Regions from separate parts of the Mus musculus genome. Here region 2 is linked to region 1. Evidence: chromatin contacts called from public promoter capture Hi-C data. All regions are on one chromosome and are shown on one strand. The core of a region is the stretch at or near the end of the contact, and the rest is flanking DNA. Distances in the headings are between cores, read along the strand shown.

What was found. Capture Hi-C pulls out chosen DNA fragments and counts their contacts.
Region 2: a contact with region 1 is called in a promoter capture Hi-C map of adipose tissue, with 3 times the contacts expected there. The contact joins the promoter of Cct4 here to the promoter of Peli1 in region 1. A contact is called at or near these places in 3 of 39 promoter capture datasets (hippocampal neurons, liver and pre-B cells), 1 of 115 datasets of contacts at active chromatin or transcription factors (astrocytes) and 2 of 9 other capture datasets (adipose tissue and liver).

Annotation. Positions count from the first base shown.
Region 1 is chr11:21,088,707-21,093,134 of GRCm38.p6, reverse strand. It overlaps Peli1 (pellino 1), which reads right to left and starts at 1,811. Exons shown (of 7, transcript NM_023324.2): 1 at 1,457-1,811.
Region 2 is chr11:22,988,289-22,992,716 of GRCm38.p6, reverse strand. Cct4 (chaperonin containing Tcp1, subunit 4 (delta)) reads right to left here and starts at 2,124. Exons shown (of 14, transcript NM_009837.1): 1 at 1,837-2,124. The coding sequence starts at 1,963.

The sequences.
Region 1 (4,428 bases), core at 562-3,061:
TAGAAATAACACTTGATTTAAAGTTTTCACACCTTCCATTTGATACCAAAAGTGTTTAAAAGATTAATTGCCCTCAGAGTATTTACTACAGATGTTAACTGTGAAAAAAAAAAAAAAAAGAAAGAAAGAAACCCAAAGAAATTATATGCTATATTTAGACAATAAGGAGAATGTTTCAAGTATGTGTATTTGAATACTCTGGGGAAATATGTTGTTACCTGTGAAAATGCATCATAAACCGAAACAAGAAATTGAGGAACTGCACCCTGTTCACAATTCAAAAACTTTAAATTCACACGACTAGGCAAACTCGGTTAATGTGGAGAAAAGACATTGTGCTATCTGACACAAAAGATCACCTGCTACGAAGACAAAGTAACACTCTACTACCCGAAAGTAAAGAGCCTTTGAATCAAAACAGACAACCTTTGATACACAAAAGCTTCAATTCTCGGTTTAATAAAGCGTCCTGTGGATGAGATGCTCAATATTTGTTGATGGAAGAGTGCTGGGGCTAAAACCAACGAGCATATTGTGAGTAGTGACTAAACATGTTAAATGTAGGTTAAGTAAAAACTATCCCCTCCCTCATCATTGTTGTCTGACTTTGTAAGAGATCTGCACATATAAACATAATATATGGCGAAGTGAGTTGATGACTTACAGTATCTTCACCACTCGGAACATTTTTCAGAAAGTCCTTTGAGGTTTTAAGATTCAAATACTATTTAAAAAGAATTATTGTTTCAACTACCTAACAATTACCTAGACTTCTTCCAGACTTCATTTAACCTGTAAGTAAAATGAGCATCTTTAACTTTTCCACAGGGCATTTGGAGAATGAGTTATTACTCATAAACGCTTTCGGAGCCTCAGACACCAGCGCGGTACATCAAGCGTATCCATCAATTTGAGGGCTTTCTGGACCTCAGTTTACCCACGTACGGAAACGGGCTTGGCAAGGGCCGGGAGGTGAAATTAATTAGTGTTTTTAAAATGCTCTGAGATTCCCAAGATGAAAGGAAACGTAGAGGCACGCAGAGATGATGACAATAATCATAACAATAAAAAGAATGACTAACTTGGAATTCTGTGTTACGTAAGGAAGCTGAGAAGTTATCAGATTCACACAAACAAAAGAAAAGCCCACCGCCCCTTTGTTCCCCTTCCACTTCGCCGGCCTGCAGCCTGGCCGCGGGAGCGAGAACCGGGCCGCCGAGCTGGGGCTCCCCTCCGCCGCGCACCCGCTCCAGCCGTGGGGGAGGGCGTTCCGGGCAGCTCCTCACAAAGGCGCTTCCTCCCTCCGCGCGGGATGCGGCGCCGCAAACTCTGCTCCCCGCCGCCTCCCCGCGGGCGGGCGGGCGCGCAGGCCGCCGCGCCGCCACCGGCAAAGGCTCGGAGGAAGTTCCGCGCCGCCGGCCCTCGCGCCCCCGTTCGCCGCCCGCGCCGCACTCACCGGACGACTGCTGGTGGCCGGAACGCCAGCTCGGCCCGCCGCACGGACACCCGGGGCGCGGGGGCGGCGCGAGCACCGGTTGAACGCAGGCACCAGCGGAGCCCGCCGCCTTCCCGCCAGCCGCCGAGCCCCGCGAGGCCGAGTGGAACGCAGAGCCGAGCGCGGACTAGAGAGGGAGGCTCGGGCCCGCTTTGTGGTGAGCTCCCCGGGCTGCAGGCAGATCCGGTGGCGCCGCACGGCCGCTGCTGCCGCTGCTGCTGTTGTCGCTGCCGCTGCTGCTGCTGTTGCTGGCGCTGGAGAAGGCGGCGGCGGCGCCCCCGACGGTCCCTCCGCCTCGAACCGCCTTTGGGTCACTGACACACACTGGGAAGGAGGGACCGGGACTAGCGGGAGGGCGGGGCATAAGGGTAAGGGGCAGGGCCACATCGCGAGGCGGTGCCGAGAGGGCTCTTGGGAACTGTAGTTCTCTTTACCGAGAGAGAAAAAAAAAAGTATCTGTTGTGGAGGAGCCTACTGCTGGCTCTGCGCTGTGCACGCGCAAGGGGGTTGGGGCGGGGACTGTTGCCATAGTCACCCATTCACTAAGCCTGAAGGTTCTGGACTGTAGTTGACTAAACAAGGCTGGTCTTGTGTCTTTGGTGCCATTGGGTTCCTGCCCACAGCCAGTCCCTCCTGCTTCACCCCACCCCCAACCACTTCCAAGTGCCCAGTGAAATCTAACTTCCTCTTGACATGGCAGTCTCCTTGGTTGTTTAGATTTCTTCTGCAAATCATAAATACCCCCTTCCTTTGCCTCCTTCAAGAGAATTACCCAAGGTACTAAAAATCTACTTGTTCTTAGTGTTTTAACAATTAGGTTATAAAACTGTAGGGAGCGTGACCATTAACAGAATTCTGTAATTTCTTTGTTCGGTTAGTTACATTTAATTCCAACCCAAGTTCAGCATTAACAGCATTGTTGGATCATTGTACTGCAATTTGTTCATCTGAAAATCTATAGTTCTTCAAACATCCAGATTCCATAAATATATATTCAAAAGATAAGTAGAGAGAGTTCAGAACTGTTCAATGTATGTATTAGCCGATTCAAGTTTCTCACTATCAAATTACAACATACGGCACCTTGAAACATGGTATGGGTATGTTGTGCTCAGCTAAGTCTTACACCCTTTCTAAATGACCAGGTATGCATGTATGGTGGTGTGAGAAAACACAGTACTGGCTCTCCAGAAGGTTTACAGGTAATTTGCCTCAGTTTCCCTTAATAGAGTACCTAGAACCTGGAAGAAAAAACATTAATGCCAAGGAATCAGACATCTATTTCAAGATGGGAAACTAAGGATTTTCAAATAGTCTTAGGATCAAAAACCCTGGATGCCCACAGACCACATAATTATTTGATCAATGAAGAAATAAGTAATTTAAGAAACAAGTACACGGGAGACAGAGAATGGCTCAGCAGGGCTCAGCAGTTAAGAGCACTGGTCACGCTTCCAAAGGACCTGGCTTCTTTTCCAGCACCAATGTGGACACTCACAGCCTCCTGTAACTTCAGGGAATCCAACACCATCTTCTGGCCTCATTGGCCCATAGACATATATGCAGGCAAGACACCTGTATTTAAAATATTTAATGTAGATATTTAAATAAAATACTAAAAAACAAGTAAAGGTATTTACTATGTGCCAGGCACTTTATTGGGCCTCAAAAATAGAGCTGTAAAGATATAAAAGAGACATACTTTGTATTCATTGTCCCCTCTCTCTGCCAAGGAAGAGACAGATAAATGGACTCAGTGTGATCTATGCTGTCATAGGAAAATTCAGACTACCTCAGACTCAGGCAGGGTCAGGAAGTGCTTCAAAGATCATTTGAATGTGGGCTGACTCACGGCTTCCACGTTTGTGTATTTTATTGGCAAAGGTGGAAGAGAGCAGTGAAGGAGCAGGGAGCTCGAGGACACAGAGGCTAATGGCACATTTGCTGGCGGTGGCAGAAGCACACTGGGGAGAGAGGCATGAGGAAACTTCAAGAAAATGAAGGAGACAGCTAAGCCCATGAAGGGTGGGGGTAATATGCTAAAGAATGTCATCTTTTTTTTATTTCTTCTGGAAGCAGTATTCAAACATGAGTTTTTGATAAGATATATTTGAGAAGCTTAATGGACCCTGATCAGGGTAAATGCGCATTCATATAAAAACTACCACAGGACTTATGAGATGGGTCAGTGGGGTTGAGTGCTCACTCTTAAGCCTAACAGCCTGAATGCCAAAAATTGTAAATATGTAAGATCCCCCTTCATCAAAAACATTTTAAAGATAATTTAAGGCAAAAACAACAATGTTGAGGTTTGATCTTGCTCTCTATTGTAATGCTAAATGTGGGCCCCCAAGACTTGGAGTCTGTACATAGACTTGTGACCCTACCCCCAAGTTATTTCTGATCAGTAAATAAAGATGCCAACAGCCAATAGCTGGGCAGAAGAGACATAAGTGGAGTTTAGGCTTCTCAGGCTTGGAGTCCTAGGAGACAGGGAGGAGAGGAGTGCAGGAGGAGGGAGGAGAAGCCACCATGGGTTAAGTGAGCCATAAAAGTGCAACCCTGGGGGCTGTCCAGTGGGAGTTAAGAGCATCCCAGATGAAACATAGTAAATATTAAGTAATAATTTGTATTTATCTATAAGAAAGTAGATTCTAATAGCATAGAAGGTAGATAGCTGCCCAGTTCTTGTGCTGTTTACGGCTTATTATAAATATAAATGTAGGGGTTGTTCTGATGCTCTGATCAGGAATCTTCATGGGAACCTGAAGGTCCTGTCCCCAGTTGGTTCTTGATTGATCAGTAAAGATGCGAGCTGCCAATGAGCTCGGAGGAATAGGCAGGACTTGCAGTCTGCCCCTCTCCCCCAGCCTCTACCCCCCACTCCACACAGGCAAACTAGCAGATCAAGGAGAGAAAAGATTTGCCATGCT
Region 2 (4,428 bases), core at 875-3,374, 1.9 Mb before region 1:
CAAGATATTCACTACTAAAAAATTATGGTATTTTAGACTCTCCATCTCTAGAACACAAGCTAATGACTGTAAAATGATTTACACAAAACCACCAGTATTTTCTGTCTGTGAAATCTCCCTCACCATTAGCAAGTAATATTGTCTTTATTTGAGAGGGATGGATAATTGCAAAATGAACTCAACTCAAATTGTATCTGGAAGAAACCTTTCTCACTTTCTAGAATTCTGTTTTGACTTGGAAAAACTAGTTTGCCCTTTGCTCCTTTAGTAACTAGATAGCTTTACAGGCAATTTGGGTAACCAATCCTGCCTACGTGCATGGCTCCTTCTGTCCTTTTTAATTTTTGTGCACCCTTCCTTTGAAAAGTAACTGTTCTGGACAGTTTATGTGAACTTGACCCAAGCCAAAGTGATCTCAGAGGCGGTAACTCCTCAAATTAAGAAAAAGTCAGTTAAAACGGAGTTGTAGGCAAGTCTATAGGGAATGTTCTTGACTAGAGATTGAGGGGGAAGGGCTCAATCCTTTGTGGGTGGGTCCATCCCCGGGCTAGTGGTCCTGGGTTCATAAGAAAGCAGGTTGAGGGGCTGAAGGGATGGCTCAGCAGATGGATAAAAGATGGCTGCTCTTCCAGAGGCCCTGAGATCAACTCCCAGCACCCACAACCACATATAAACACAGTTCTATGGGATCCAATGCCTTCTGGTGTACAAATATACATACAGACAAAACACCCATATACATAAATTAATAACTAAATCCACATAACCTGTGTTTTCACAATAATAGAAACCCTAGCTAAGATGGTTGCCTGAAGTAAACTCATTTCTTAATAGAGTGTACACTCTCTTGGTCACTCATCTGACTCTAGAATTCATCTTTCAACATCCCAATGACTCCACTACCACAAACGTAATTAATGAACTCAATAAACTTCCAGGTGTCAGGTATTCACTCCAAACTTCCAAAAGACTCTCACATGGAGCACCTGGTCAGCTTGGCGTCTCCAACTCCTTAAGGCCCATCCTGCGCACACACCTCACAGCACCAACACATTCCAGTCACCTGGACTGGTGACTGCAGTACTTGTCAGGTTTACTTCATACACTTTCACATTTAATCCTCCCAGCAACCCTGCAAATCAACTGTCACCTCACCCAACTTACAGCTGCACTGCGAAGTCAAGAGTTTCTTGGATCCTAGGACCTTCAGAAGATAAAACAACACCCCGTCCACTTCCCAAATCATGCATCTTTGTCTCCAACCCAAATAAACCCTGGCAGTATCTCTTAAGGCTTTGTTGCTTTAGACGTCAGACGCGTCAAATAGCACATACTGAGAATAAAACTCGGCCTGTCTGGTTTTCACCACGTGCTTTTACAACCCTATGTCGCCCACCTGCCAGTTTAAGGGAATTTATAGTGACTATCCGATTAGTACTACGGAGCCAAAGAACGTTCATAAGTTAAATGAACTTTTTTTGAAAATGTTGAAAAAGTAAAATGAATTTTATTTGAAAGCTCAAAATACTGTGTCGTCTACCACTAGGTTTGATAAACAGCCAAGCTTTAGTTCTTAAGAGTCAGATCTCAAGGATCATTGCTTTCAGTATTTTAAACGGCTGTCTGCGCCAATGTGACCAACACCGCCCATGCCTGCAGGAGACGAACTAAGGAGCTCGGCGTCCCACAATGGGGCGTGTCCGAGGCCTCCACGCTCCGAGTGCTTAGCAGAAAGCTGCAAACGAGACCACCTTGAAGGAACACAACCCACCCAGGGCCAAGGTCACAGCGAGGCTGGGCCGTTCCGCCGGAGGCGGGCCGGCGACCGGGTGATACCTTTGGCCGCGGAAATATTGCTGAAGCGGATCTGGGCTGGCTTGTCGCGGTCCTGGTAGGCGCTTTTCCCGCGGCTGCCGGGCCCGGCGGTGGGCGCCCCGCTTCGGGAAGCTACGTTCTCCGGCATGGCGACCTTGGTGGCGTCTGCGCGGGTTCAGGAGGACGGATGGACACGGATTCCGGCTTGCTGTGGAGTAACGGTCTCCCTGACCGCCTCCTCCACGAACCTTCCAGAAAGCGACGCCGGGAGAGAAGGCGGAAGCCGAGCAAGGGGCCTGCTGGAGAGCCGGCGCGGGTGTGACGTCAGGGGCTGTCTGCCGCACGCCGGCTGCGCAGCTTGCGCGCGGAGATGTGGCTACGGACTGTCCACCCCTCCCTGTGCCTGAGATGGAGCGGGAGGTTTTATAGGCGTGGCTGTGGCCGTTCTAGATGGACCCGAGCCTTTAGCTTCTGCTAGTGCTGTTGAGGAAGCTGTGACAGCTCTGGCTTTGTTCCGGAGTGGGTGTGGTGCAACCGGCCTTTTACGGACATCCATGTCTAAATTCCAAATTCTATTCCTAGTTTATTCACTTTGTAAAGGTGTTGGAGGAGAGATGTGCCATGAATAGTTTCCTCCCTTTTGTATATATTTTGACTGCCTAGGGATTTAAATACACTAGTTAGACGGCACAGAATCGTAATAGTTGTGGGGCGGTGACTGCCTATCAAATCCAGTCTGCCTTCTAGTTAAGACCTCTTCCATAAACATAACCACTGACTCTTAGGGAACATAAACATTCTAATAACTGATTAATAGTTATCTGCTGAGCAAAGTGTGAAATCTTTACACTCTTTACCCCCCCCACCCCACCCCCACACTAATCCTCATAATCCCATGAAATAGGTGTCATCGTCTAGACTTAAAGGATGATGAAGCTAAAGCCCAAGGTCAACCAGTAAGGCAGTGGAAGCCAGTACAGAGCCAGGACTCTGTCCTTAGGTAAACTTCCAAGGTTTCTATAATCATGATCATTGACCACCAGAGTTTATATAGGTAATACTCATTCAGTGGTAGTTCACAGTTAATAATTGAGAGCCATAAGGTGCCAGATGCCTGCGGTAGGTTAACGAACAATTGTTTCATGGACTTAGTCCTGTAATTATGAGAAGCATTTACATTCATTCACTCTATTAAGACTAAGATGAACTTTTCAAGCCTCCCCTTGGGGGACACGTCTTTTTCAAAGACCAGTTTACCCCTCCCTCGAAGCACACAAATATTCTATGGTTGTTGAGACAGCTGACTTATATGAAGAGAACAGGTACTGGTACTGTGGTGATTTGAGATGTCTCCCCTAGTTTTAGACATTCAAATACTTGGTCCCCAGTGGGTAGCTCTGATTGGAGAAGCTTAGGAGGTGTAGCCTTGCTGGAGTAAGTATATCACTGGAGGCTGAGTTTGTTTCAAAAGCTACCAGCCAGTTTGTGCTCTGCTTCCTCTTCACAATATGAGATGTGAGCTCTCCCTTCTCCATGCCTACCTGTTGTGAAGCTTCCCTGCTGTGCTTCCCAGTGATCATGAAGTCCTAGAACCATAAAACCCCTCAAAACTCTTCCCTCTATAAATTGCCTTCCTTGTGGTTGTGGTGTGTTTTTTGTTTGTTTGTTTGTTTTTGTTATAAGGTTTCACTGTGTAGCTTTGACTGTCCTGAAACTAACTCTCTGTAGACCTCAAACTCCCAGTGATCCTCCTGCCTCTGCCTCCCAAAAAGTTTGGACTAAAGGCTGGTGAGACCACCACCCGGCATGGTCATGGAGTTTTATCACAGCAACAGAGAAATAACTAACGCAAGTACTCTGACTTCTCCTGCTCTTAAAAGCAGGAGACAAAACAGCGATCTGAAAGAGACCTTCACTGTGCCTGCAGGAAGACATGCTTCTCCCCGGGGAAAGGGATGAAAGAGGTGCAAGCCAATCTCTGCTGTCTGTCGTGCTGGGGAGCTGAATTCACTGCCCACCCAGGGCAGAACCTCATGCACTGACGTCGCAGGGAATTCTTTTTTTTTTTTCTGTAATAGTTGGATTTATCTATGGTTCCATGGCTGAACAGCTTGGGTGGACTGTCTGTATAGTTTGCTTTCTTGTCTTTGTTGACATTTCCTCCATGGCCCCTCTGTTGCTGACATTCCCTGAAGTGGTTACCCATTCAGACTTAGGCACAGAAGAGAAGAAATCAGGGGACAGAAAAATTAAGAGGCATGCTAAAAATAACTGGCTGGGGGCTTTCACGATTCAACACCTGCTTTTGTTTCTTGTAAGGTAAGCTGAACTGCTTTCGCGGCAAAACACGACCTTAAACCATCTATGGTCTTACCAAAGGGGGTGGGGTAGTTAGCTCAAGCCCCTTTGTCATAAGACACTTTAGTATCTCTCTCTCTCTCTCTCTCTCTCTCTCTCTCTCTTCAAGACAGGTTTCTCTGTATAGGCCTTGGCTGTCCTGGAACTCACTTTGTAGACCAGGCTGGCCTCAAACTCAGAAATCTGCCTGCCTCTGCCTCCCGAGTGCTGGGATTAAAGGCGTGTGCCACCACGCCTGGCTAGTATTTTTCTCAT